3 separate regions of the Mus musculus genome follow, and regions 2 and 3 are each linked to region 1. Evidence: chromatin contacts called from public Hi-C and HiChIP or PLAC-seq data. All regions are on one chromosome and are shown on one strand. Each heading gives the region's core, a stretch centred on a gene start, on an enhancer-like site or on the middle of the called end of the contact. The rest is flanking DNA. Distances are from core to core; before and after follow the strand shown. Region 1 overlaps 2610035D17Rik (RIKEN cDNA 2610035D17 gene). Region 2 overlaps Gm46301 (a long non-coding RNA gene). Region 3 holds the start of BC006965 (cDNA sequence BC006965).

Region 1 (3,135 bases), core at 296-2,795:
ATGTCAGAGCTATGAGCCTCCAGGGGAGGGAGGGTTGAGAACAGTTTCTTTGTATCTGGCAGTTGGGGTGTCATTGAATAACCTTGAGTCCTGGCAGCTCCAAGGGCGAGCTGGGCACGCTGGCCTGGAAGTCAATTGCAGAAGCCAGAGCAGGGAGGGGCCCATGCAGAAGGTGCTTCCGGGAGGGAGGCCTAAGATTGGTGTGGGAGTGAAGCTAGAAAGGGCAGGGTCCACCCTGAAGGCCTCAGCCCCTCACCTGCACAATCTCTCATGCCCAAACCTAGCTAGGCATTTCTAGCCAGCTCTGTCTGCAAAGATGCCCCTCCCTCTTGAAAAATGTGCACATCTCTGTCTGATAAAACCTTGTTCCCCCTGGAGGGAGAGAAAGGAGGGAGGGAGGGAGGGAGGGAGGGAGGGAGGGAGGATGGCGTCTGGAGGCAGGAAGCCAGTGTTGGAATCCAGGCCTGGCTTTGTCCCTCTCCAATGGGCAGCTAGGGGTAGGGTGTTTCATTTCTGGGTTCTGCCTTTCCTATAGAAAAAGATCATAAAAAGAACCCATCTCCTAAGGTTGTGGTGAAAGCTGAACAAGGTCCTGTGTGCAGTGGAGCCAGCACTAGGACAGAGATTGCATGTGCAGAGCCAGCACTAGGACAGAGGGCGCCCCACTGTTCTGTCCGCCTTTACACAGCACTGCCCCCTCTCATGTCTGCAACTCTATTTTCTGCTGGAAACGGTATCAGAATATATTAAGTAGAAAATTTCAGAAATAAAGAATTTGTAAATATTGAGTGATTTTTTTAACACCCCCCCCCCAGTGTATTGTTATAATTATTCTGGTTGTTTAATAGTTATTGATAATCTCTTAATTTGCTTTTCATACTAAATTCTATCATAGTTATAAATGTGCAGGAAAATAATATAATTAGGTCTTCAGATATACACTGGTCTGGAACACTCCTCTATTTGCAAAGTATGTGTTTTTATTTTTGTGTTTTGAGTCCTTCTTGGACTGTAATTTGACTCCAAGGACCAGATCTGTCCCAGGAGGCACTTGGAATTAAATGCTGAGTTCCAGAAGGGAGTGTTAAAGCCATGGCCTGTCAGGGCTGCAGGCGGCAACTCCCACTCGGAGGCTCCATTCCTTCCCACAGCCTGGACTCGCAGCTGCCTTGCTGTCTCTCTGTTGCCCCATCCCTGCATAATTCAGGCAGGCTGATAGGCCTGCTACTCAGGTGGTGCCCTCTCTGCCCCATAGCTCTTGAGAAACCTGTAGGCTCTGAGCACATTGCTAGAGGAGAGGGCGGTGCCTGGGTTATGACCTCTCTCAGAGTTGGAACAGGGTCTCCGAACATCCTCCAGGGCAGATTCCAGGTCAGCCCTGGAGGGTGTCGCATGCCTTGACAGATGGTGTCCGGCTGTAGGCTCCTGCCCCACGTCCTGGAATGAAGGCTTGGCAGCCCTGTTTTCTCCAGGGACAGTTGACACTGGGAACCCTGGACATTGTCCCTGAGCTCAGGGCATGCGTCTCGCGACCATTCGCAAACTGACCACTTGATGGCGCTGTGGCTCCACCGTGTGCCTGCTTTCTCCTCCGGGCCCCTGGCTGAGCTGCAGTGGTCATCCAGGCGCCCGACTGTGCCCTGGCTGCTGGTGGGGCGCAGCGCCTGACGCCTGCCCGTTCTGCTTGAGCACAAATGCAGAGCTCAGAGCTAGTTTCTCCTGCAGCGAAGGAAGTTTGGGGTGTTGGTATTGTGTTCTGTGCTGTGTGTTCCTGCAGCTTCCCCAGCAGCGGGTCAGACGCCCTAGTGTGCTAAAGAACGGTTTAGAGCCATCTGCATCCTGACCTGGTGGTGATCACTGTCTTTGGGGCAGAAGTGATAGCTAGTCTGAACTCTTGTCTAGAGTTTGTACTTAGGAGAGAAAGCTAGCTAAACACAGAATGGAAGAAGGGTAGGAAGAGGAGGAAGAAGAGGAAGAGGAGGAGGAGAAGGAGGAGAAGGGGGGGGCGGGGGAAGAAGAGGAGGAAGGAGGAGAGATTGGAAACTCTTTCCTAGATGAGCTTTGCAGTCATTCTGTGTCAAACCCTTCAAGGGGCGACCGAAAACAAAGAGCCTCCGTGAGTTTGCCTTAGAAATAGTTCTCTCCGAGGTCTATTCTGGTTGCACAAATGTGTACCCCTTCCACCCCTGAGCAGGGTCACTTCATTCATTCCGTTTTCAGTGCACACCCACTCACTGCGGAGCCAAGGGGTTTCCTCACAAGCTTGTTTGTAGATGTTGTTTTAAAAGCACGTCCTTCTTTGGGGTTTCTGTACGCAGAGGCAGGGGTTTGGGTCACCCGGGTCTCACTGAAGCTATGGTTTGGGGGGGGGGGAGGGGGGCGGGGGGCGTTTGGAAGAAGGTGATAAGATTGTCTCTTACAGGGAAAGCCAAATGAAGAGCTAAGCTCCTGATTGGAAGTGCTTTCCTTTTTGTAGCTCCATTTAAGACCAGGACTGTTCTCAGGAAAACAGAGTAGGTTCTGAGTTCAGGCCTCTCTTCTGGGGCTCCTCTCCCAGAAGCCCTCTGTCTCTGTGGAGGTCAGAGCCTTTCCCAGCTGCCTGGGCCAGTGACTGAGAGGCGAGTCCCAGGGGTCACTGCACCAGACCCTTGCCCCCCTGGAACAAATGCAGCCGGCTGGTGGGGGTGGGGGTGGGGGCTGGGGGCTGGGCTGCTCCTCCTAGATCTGCCTGCCCCTAGGGCCAGGCACAGTGTGGGGCCTGAGCTAGACTTGTCCAGAGGCAGGCAGGGCTAAGGGAGGTTGTGACCCCACCCCAGCTGGGGAGGGCAGTGGGAAAGGAGGAACCTGGAGAAGCTGTCCTAGCCAAGCAGGCTAACTCCCAGCTTCCCCTGGGCCAGAGGGCCCCCTGTCGCCTGGCAAAGGACAATTTGTACTTTTATTCTTACGCTATCCTAAGGCTCACTCACCTGCAAGTGTACTATCTGGTGCCTCACAGAGGCTCAGGAGTTGTGTGGCTTCTCAAAAAAGAGAAAGGAGACCACGGAAAGAGAGGCAGGAACGGAAAGGAGACCCACCATCAGTCACTGCAGCACGTGGACCCCCATGATAGCCCAGGAAAGCCCAGCGTGTCCGCTG
Region 2 (2,928 bases), core at 219-2,718, 300 kb after region 1:
TTGAAGGAACTGTTGCCCAGCTGGAGGGGGGCTGGAGCATTGAGTGAGCATGGTGGCCATGTTCATACTGAATGCCACTGGTCTAGGGTGCAGCTGGTGCACGGGACACGGGGTTCCTTTTATTTTTTTTTAAAGTACCTCATCTGTATCAGGCACTGTCTACTCCTCCACAGCAAGAATTCTGCAGGTAGGTTCTAGATCCATTTTACATTATCAAGAAACTGCTCCTGGACTCATCTTGGTCCCTAGGATGCTCCCAGGCCATAACGCCTGTGACAGAGGGTTGGAACCAGGACTCCATCACCCTCTGATTCCAAAGCTATTCTCTTTCTTCACTGCTCCTTGGGGGTGGGGGGGATTTTCCCTTTGTTTCTCTCTCCTCAGAGGTAGAGCCAGTGGTGAGGGCTGCCTTTGGGAAGGCCAACTGAGGCACCGACAGCCTGATTCCACCCCCAGCCACCCAACACCAGCCCTTCCCCTCCCCTGCCATTTTAACTTGTTTCCTTCAGAGAAAAACATGACTTTTCCCATTGATGGACCTCACAGGCCAACAATGCCTGCCCATTGCACCCCACCCCTCCAAATTAGACTTTAGTACTGACTGGACCTCCCCCACCCCCCCCACAGTCCCCACCCCACCTGCCCTGACCTTCCAACCGGGGAAGTCTCTGCATAACAATGTCTGGTCCTGGCTGCCCAGAGTTACCCTTTGGCTATTAGCACCTAATGAAAATGTAACTGTGTTTAACCCCCCACCGGCTTCCATAGGCCAGGAGCCCAAGTGGGTTTAAGTCCTTTGTATGATAAGCATCTTACTCTCCATGTGGATGGCCCACGGCTTTCTCCCTGGAGAGGACTCTGGGAGCTGTGTATGGCTAACTCAGCTGTCCAGGGGCACAATGGGGAATGTATCTTTTGTGGTATTAACGGCTTTGGGGAGGGGAGAAAGGAGGGTAGGGCTGGTGGGGAGGGGGTGCCCCTGAAGAGGAGGAGAACAATGTGTGAGAAGCTGAGGCTGTGGGTTTCCCACACGGACCGATATGTGCCCCCACCCCCCTCTGGGAGACACAGATCTGCAGCCACCAGCCCACAGCTGATCCCGCCTTGATTGGTTTTTTTTCCCCCCTTCATTGTGCTCTCAAGGGACGAAAATCCTTTTGTGGCGTGAAAGGAGAGGCGTTCCTGCCATCCCCTCCCTCGAACTGATTGGCTATGTCACAAGATGGCCAAATCCACGGGATTAATGTGCGGCTGGCCCGGGCTGGCTGCGGTGTGTGAGGACGGTCCATGTCTGAGTCCACCCCTGAGGGCCAAGCGTGTCTGCTACCCTGGGAGCAGGGGAGGGGGGTATGGAGGGGCAGGGCACTACTTTCTTCATATTTATTATTCTCTCCACCCCTCCAGCCCGGCAGGGATGTTTATTCATGGGCCACATCTGCTGGCTGGCAGGCGACATGTCTCTTGTTAGAAAGAATGCCTGGGAGTCCCCAAGGAGCCAGGAAAGCCGGGCACATTCCTTCAGGCTGGCCTTTACCCTTGCTCTAATGGTCCTGCAGCTTTCTCCACCCACCTGTAACCTTAGCCCTCTTCCCTGCCAGCCTCTAGCCCCTAAGGGGGGCACGCTACCCACCTGAAGATCCTGGGGTCTCCTTTCACCCACTCAGAGCTAGAAGATAACATTCCCGCCCCTGCCTCTGCCCCAGCTTCATATTTTTTATCCCTTCTACCTGAGCCAGCCTAACGCTTCTTGCTTCAGCACCTTCCCACGTAGCCTGCAAGAATAAATCCTACCCAGACTTGTAAAAAACGGCCTAGGCTTCCCCTCTGTCTCTCTTTGTGGGAAGAACACTTCTTTTTCCTGAAGGCTTATATGGGTTTGATATCTTACACAGCACACTGACCCAAATTTTACCTGAAGCCATGATGTTTTGAATCTATGTTATTCTTCTCTTCTTAACCTATAAAGTTCCAGAGTGGAGGGTGGGGGTGGGAAGGCTGGTGTGGTTCAACTATCTGTGGTTCAAGTTTGTCGACTGACCTGTCCCCTGTGCTAACTCTACCTGGGAGCCCTGGGGAGCCATGATCCTGCAGCTGGGGGGTGGGGGATCTGGGGTTTGGTGACAGAAATGAACACATGTAAGGACTGAAGCTTTCTGGTGGATCCCCATATTAAAGGGAGTCTCTTTGGGGTGCTGGGATCACTGCAAACCCACATGGCAAAGGTCTTTTGGGGGTGCTGGGGTCACTCTGGAAGGTGGGCAGCAACTCTTTCTTCCACTGGTAGAGTGACCCTAGGTTTATGGTCAGGCAGCTTCTCTTCACTATGGGTAACATCAGAAAGATGCTTAGACCCCGAGGAAGGACTGATACACCCATGCCTAAACATGGTGGGAGAAGGCACCACACTTTGAGTGTCTTCCAAGCCAATCTGTCTATAGGATCAGCTCCACGACAGTCAGGTTAATGGTGATAAAAATGATTGGCAGCTGGGAATGGTGTTATTGAGTTCTAATGTAATTCATGCAGACTGGGAAATAGCTTACTATGAGGAACAAGGCAAACGAGAGATACAAGGCATTGTACTTTCGTGGACACGCCAGGTCAACATTTTACATATTTTGTAGTATGTATGTGTGTTCATGTGCAAGCGTGTGTGTATGTGTGTGTGTGTGTTTGTGTGTGCATGCGTACATCTGTACATATGCATGTGGAGGTCTCTTAATTTTATCTGGAGGTCACTGATTGAGCTAGGTTGGCTGGCCACTGAATCACAGGGATCCTCCTGCCTCCGCCTCCAGCTCCGCCTCCGCCTCCGCCTCCCCCAGCACTGGAATTATAAGCAAACTCTCATGCTTGAGCTGGGATGCCATCTCCCCAGCCTTGGATTTTGTCTATTTTAGGTGACGTCACAGCAGACAAATTTGTATG
Region 3 (2,949 bases), core at 144-2,643, 450 kb after region 1:
TGTGTGTGTGTGTGTGTGTGTGTGTGTGTGTGTGTTTTTAGGCCAGGGGTCAATGCTAGGTTTCTTCCTCCTCCTTCCTCTTTTATTTTTTTTGAGACAGGGTCACTTACCGAATCAGGCACTTGCTGATAGCCCTGGCAATCCTCCTGTCTCCAACCTCTCCCTACCAGATTACACATGCATTGCCCTACCCATTCTTTCCCCACAGAAAAGAGTCGATTTAAACGCCCTCCAGTGTGTAGAGAGGCTCCATGCAATCTCCTTTTTGGTATCAAATCTTATTCTTGGTGCTTTTATCTTCTTTCATGGGCAAGTACTCACTTTAGATCCCAAACAAACAAACAAACAAACAAACCAGCTAAAATTCTCACTGATTGTTAAGAGCGAATTGTGTGTTCTTCGGAGAGAGCGCCCTCATTTTGTAGGCTTCCCTCCACAGAGAAGGGAGCTGTCAAGCCATGGTGACAAGGAGACACCCCTGAGTGTATGACGAGATGTAGGACTGGGAGGCTATTGATCATTTCATCCAGATGTGGATACACATGGTGTGCATGGGCTTGCCTACATGGGGACCCATGCATGAAGAGTAAAAGTGTGTCATCACATCTTAGCAGGGATTGCTCAACACAAAGGCTTAGCAGTAGGCTCTGTCATCGTGCCTAATATCGCCTAGAATGACTTAGAAAACTTTAATTACACCAGGGTCTTATTTTCAGCTCTTGATAGCTTTTGAACTCTCAGGGTTGGGGGAAGGGTTATCCCCAGCCTGAGCTCTTTCTAAAGAGCCTTTGTCTCTGTGCCCAGGTATTAAGTTGGTGGTGCAACAATCACAGGTACCTTCGGTTCAATTTTCTCCACTCCACCCCCACTCTGTAAGCACCATCTTGGCCCTGAATGTGAGCCTGTGTTCTCCTGACCTACCATCCTGCACAGGGGGACCGAGGAAGAATGGGCCACAGGAATGTGCGCAGAACAGAGCCAAATTGTTCAAGCTGTGTGAAGAAGAAAGAAAAAAAAATAGTGAGAGAGGGGTGGGGAGGGAGAAGAAGAAAAGATTCCCTTGTCGGGTCAATTTCTCTGGAGATATTCGGAGGATAACACAGTAATTTTTAGGAAAGGGGGGTGGAGGGAGTAAAAGCGAGAGAGCCCAGTTTTATCGGCACAGTGGCGCACACAGAAAGGTGACATTTGAGAGAACAAAAGTGAGGTTGTTTAGCTTCATTTGCTGCTATGAATGAAGCCTAAGAAAAGGTGTCTCTGGGCCGCTCCTAACAGTCATCTTCATCACCCTTGCTCACCCTCTCTCTCTTTCTCAGTTCCCTTATGAAATAAGGGCACGCAGGTAATAAACAAAGCACTATAAAAGATCAGATCGTGGGATTCTGTAGGCTCATTCAATGTCTGGAGCACGCGTCGGCCACTCCACCTCGGGCGCTCTGAAGCCGGCCGCATGGAGACTGGGGGACGGTGGTAGGATGGTCCTAGACCCCTTCCCTCTGTTTCTGCAACCTTGGTGAATTGAAAAGGGATCAATATCCTTTATCAGCTCTACCATACCAGATGGCCAAGGGACAGTGGAAAAATGGCAGGGCAGACCCCCTTGGATTTGCCCACGTGGAGTTTGGATATTTACCTGGCTTCTTTGTCAAGTCTTGGGCCTGATGCAGGTGAGTAGGAGCCGAGGTTCAGAGGTAGTCTGACTATTGGATCTGATTCCACCCCCCAGCTTTGACAGAGGGTCCCCTGGTGGTCTTCATTTCATCTTTTTTTGCTTCGAGTCAGACTCTGGCCTGAAGCTCCTAGCTAACTGCCTATTGTGTAAGAAGCAGGCTGAGGTGGCAAAGGAGTTGTGCCTATGTGCAGGAATGAGGGACAAAGGACAAGTAGGTGGGTTCTATTTGCTTGAGGGGGGGTTACTTTGCAATAGATAGTTCTTCTCTCTGCAATGGATAGTTCTCTCTTCTGCCAAATGGAAAGCTCCTTGCCACTGTTCTTCCTGGCCTGACCCCCGCCTTCCCTCTGTAATTCTCTTGCTTTCAGTCTGTACGATTCCCCATCATCAACAGTGCACCCAGGGAGGAATGTGTAACACTGTTTGAGAAAGAGCCGGAGCTGAGCATGTAGCGGTGGGCGCTGGGAGTGGATTTGGTTTCCTGTGGCATGTGGGTAGGCAGTGTACTTACCTAGAAACTTCATCCACGTACTGGTGTGGCTGAGCTGGGCTCCTATAGGCCAGGCCTAGAACGATGAAATAGGGGACCCCAGAGTTTTGGGAATTCTTTGTAAGAGCCTCACTCTTCTTTGTTCTGCTCTTTGTTTGTTCTCTGGATTATAGTGAACACATCTGGATATGTAGCCTGGTGCTAGGCATAAATGAAGTCACCCTAGCTTTGCAGAGAGAAACACAGGACTTGTCCCTCTTCTGTATTTGGATAAGGATGCCTTCTCAATGTCACACAAATGCTTCAAAGATTTGCTTGCCTGGGTTGCTGCTAGAGAGTGAAATTATGTGAGAGCTTAGCTCTAGACATTCAGAGCAGAGCTCTCCTAGCAGCTATCCATCTTATTACCAATGTGTGAGAGGAGAAGGTTGTTCAATATGCATGGTCTATGAGACTAAGCCTTCTTACGTTTGCATGGCACATTTGTCTTAGGATTTTATGTCTTTCTCTGATCTGTTTATTAATTTGTATTTTGTGAGAATGATGTAAGTACAGTATAAGACATTGGTGATTTTATTTATCTCTACATTTAACTGAAACCTTGGACTTCCTAGGTGAGAACTAGACCCCTAGCTCCTCTGTGTGTGTGTGTGTGTGTGTGTGTTTCCCTAAGAATAACACTATGCATGTTATATACAAATGATTTACCATCTGGCCTGTTCAAATGCGTGCATGAATACAAAATAGTCACTATATTAATTCCCTGTGATTTACTGACTTAGACCCA

The links. Hi-C and Micro-C count contacts between places; a contact is called where the count stands out from the background. HiChIP or PLAC-seq counts read pairs in DNA pulled down with a chosen protein or histone mark.
Region 2: an H3K4me3 HiChIP or PLAC-seq map of neural tube shows a contact between it and region 1, with 5 times the contacts expected there. The contact joins two enhancer-like sites. A contact is called at or near these places in 13 of 484 Hi-C or Micro-C datasets (bone marrow-derived macrophages, embryonic stem cells, ganglionic eminence and 4 more), 8 of 115 datasets of contacts at active chromatin or transcription factors (astrocytes, differentiating embryonic stem cells, embryonic basal ganglia and 5 more) and 1 of 9 other capture datasets (embryonic stem cells).
Region 3: a Hi-C map of cerebral cortex shows a contact between it and region 1, with 4 times the contacts expected there. The contact joins the promoter of BC006965 here to the enhancer-like site in region 1. A contact is called at or near these places in 8 of 484 Hi-C or Micro-C datasets (cerebral cortex, differentiating embryonic stem cells, embryonic stem cells and 2 more), 3 of 115 datasets of contacts at active chromatin or transcription factors (embryonic basal ganglia, embryonic midbrain and embryonic stem cells) and 1 of 9 other capture datasets (embryonic stem cells).

The regions. Positions count from the first base shown.
Region 1 is chr11:113,163,726-113,166,860 of GRCm38.p6, reverse strand. The region is part of intron 1 of 2610035D17Rik (RIKEN cDNA 2610035D17 gene); the gene reads left to right. All of the region lies in intron 1 of LOC115487747 (a long non-coding RNA gene), which reads left to right. Among named protein-coding and RNA genes, the nearest start is that of Gm39467, 31 kb to the right of the region's middle. Within about 2 kb of position 1,545, at least 86 of the 459 cell types and tissues checked have an H3K27ac peak or open chromatin away from gene starts, as enhancers often do. A contact at or near this core is called in cerebral cortex, embryonic forebrain, ganglionic eminence and 2 more, where this site is marked.
Region 2 is chr11:112,868,656-112,871,583 of GRCm38.p6, reverse strand. All of the region lies in intron 3 of Gm46301 (a long non-coding RNA gene), which reads right to left. Among named protein-coding and RNA genes, the nearest start is that of Gm46301, 9.2 kb to the right of the region's middle. Within about 2 kb of position 1,468, at least 58 of the 459 cell types and tissues checked have an H3K27ac peak or open chromatin away from gene starts, as enhancers often do. A contact at or near this core is called in embryonic forebrain, ganglionic eminence, neural stem cells and 1 more, where this site is marked.
Region 3 is chr11:112,709,800-112,712,748 of GRCm38.p6, reverse strand. It overlaps BC006965 (cDNA sequence BC006965), which reads left to right and starts at 1,393. Exons shown (of 6, transcript NR_024085.1): 1 at 1,393-1,667. RefSeq lists an enhancer at 639-1,422.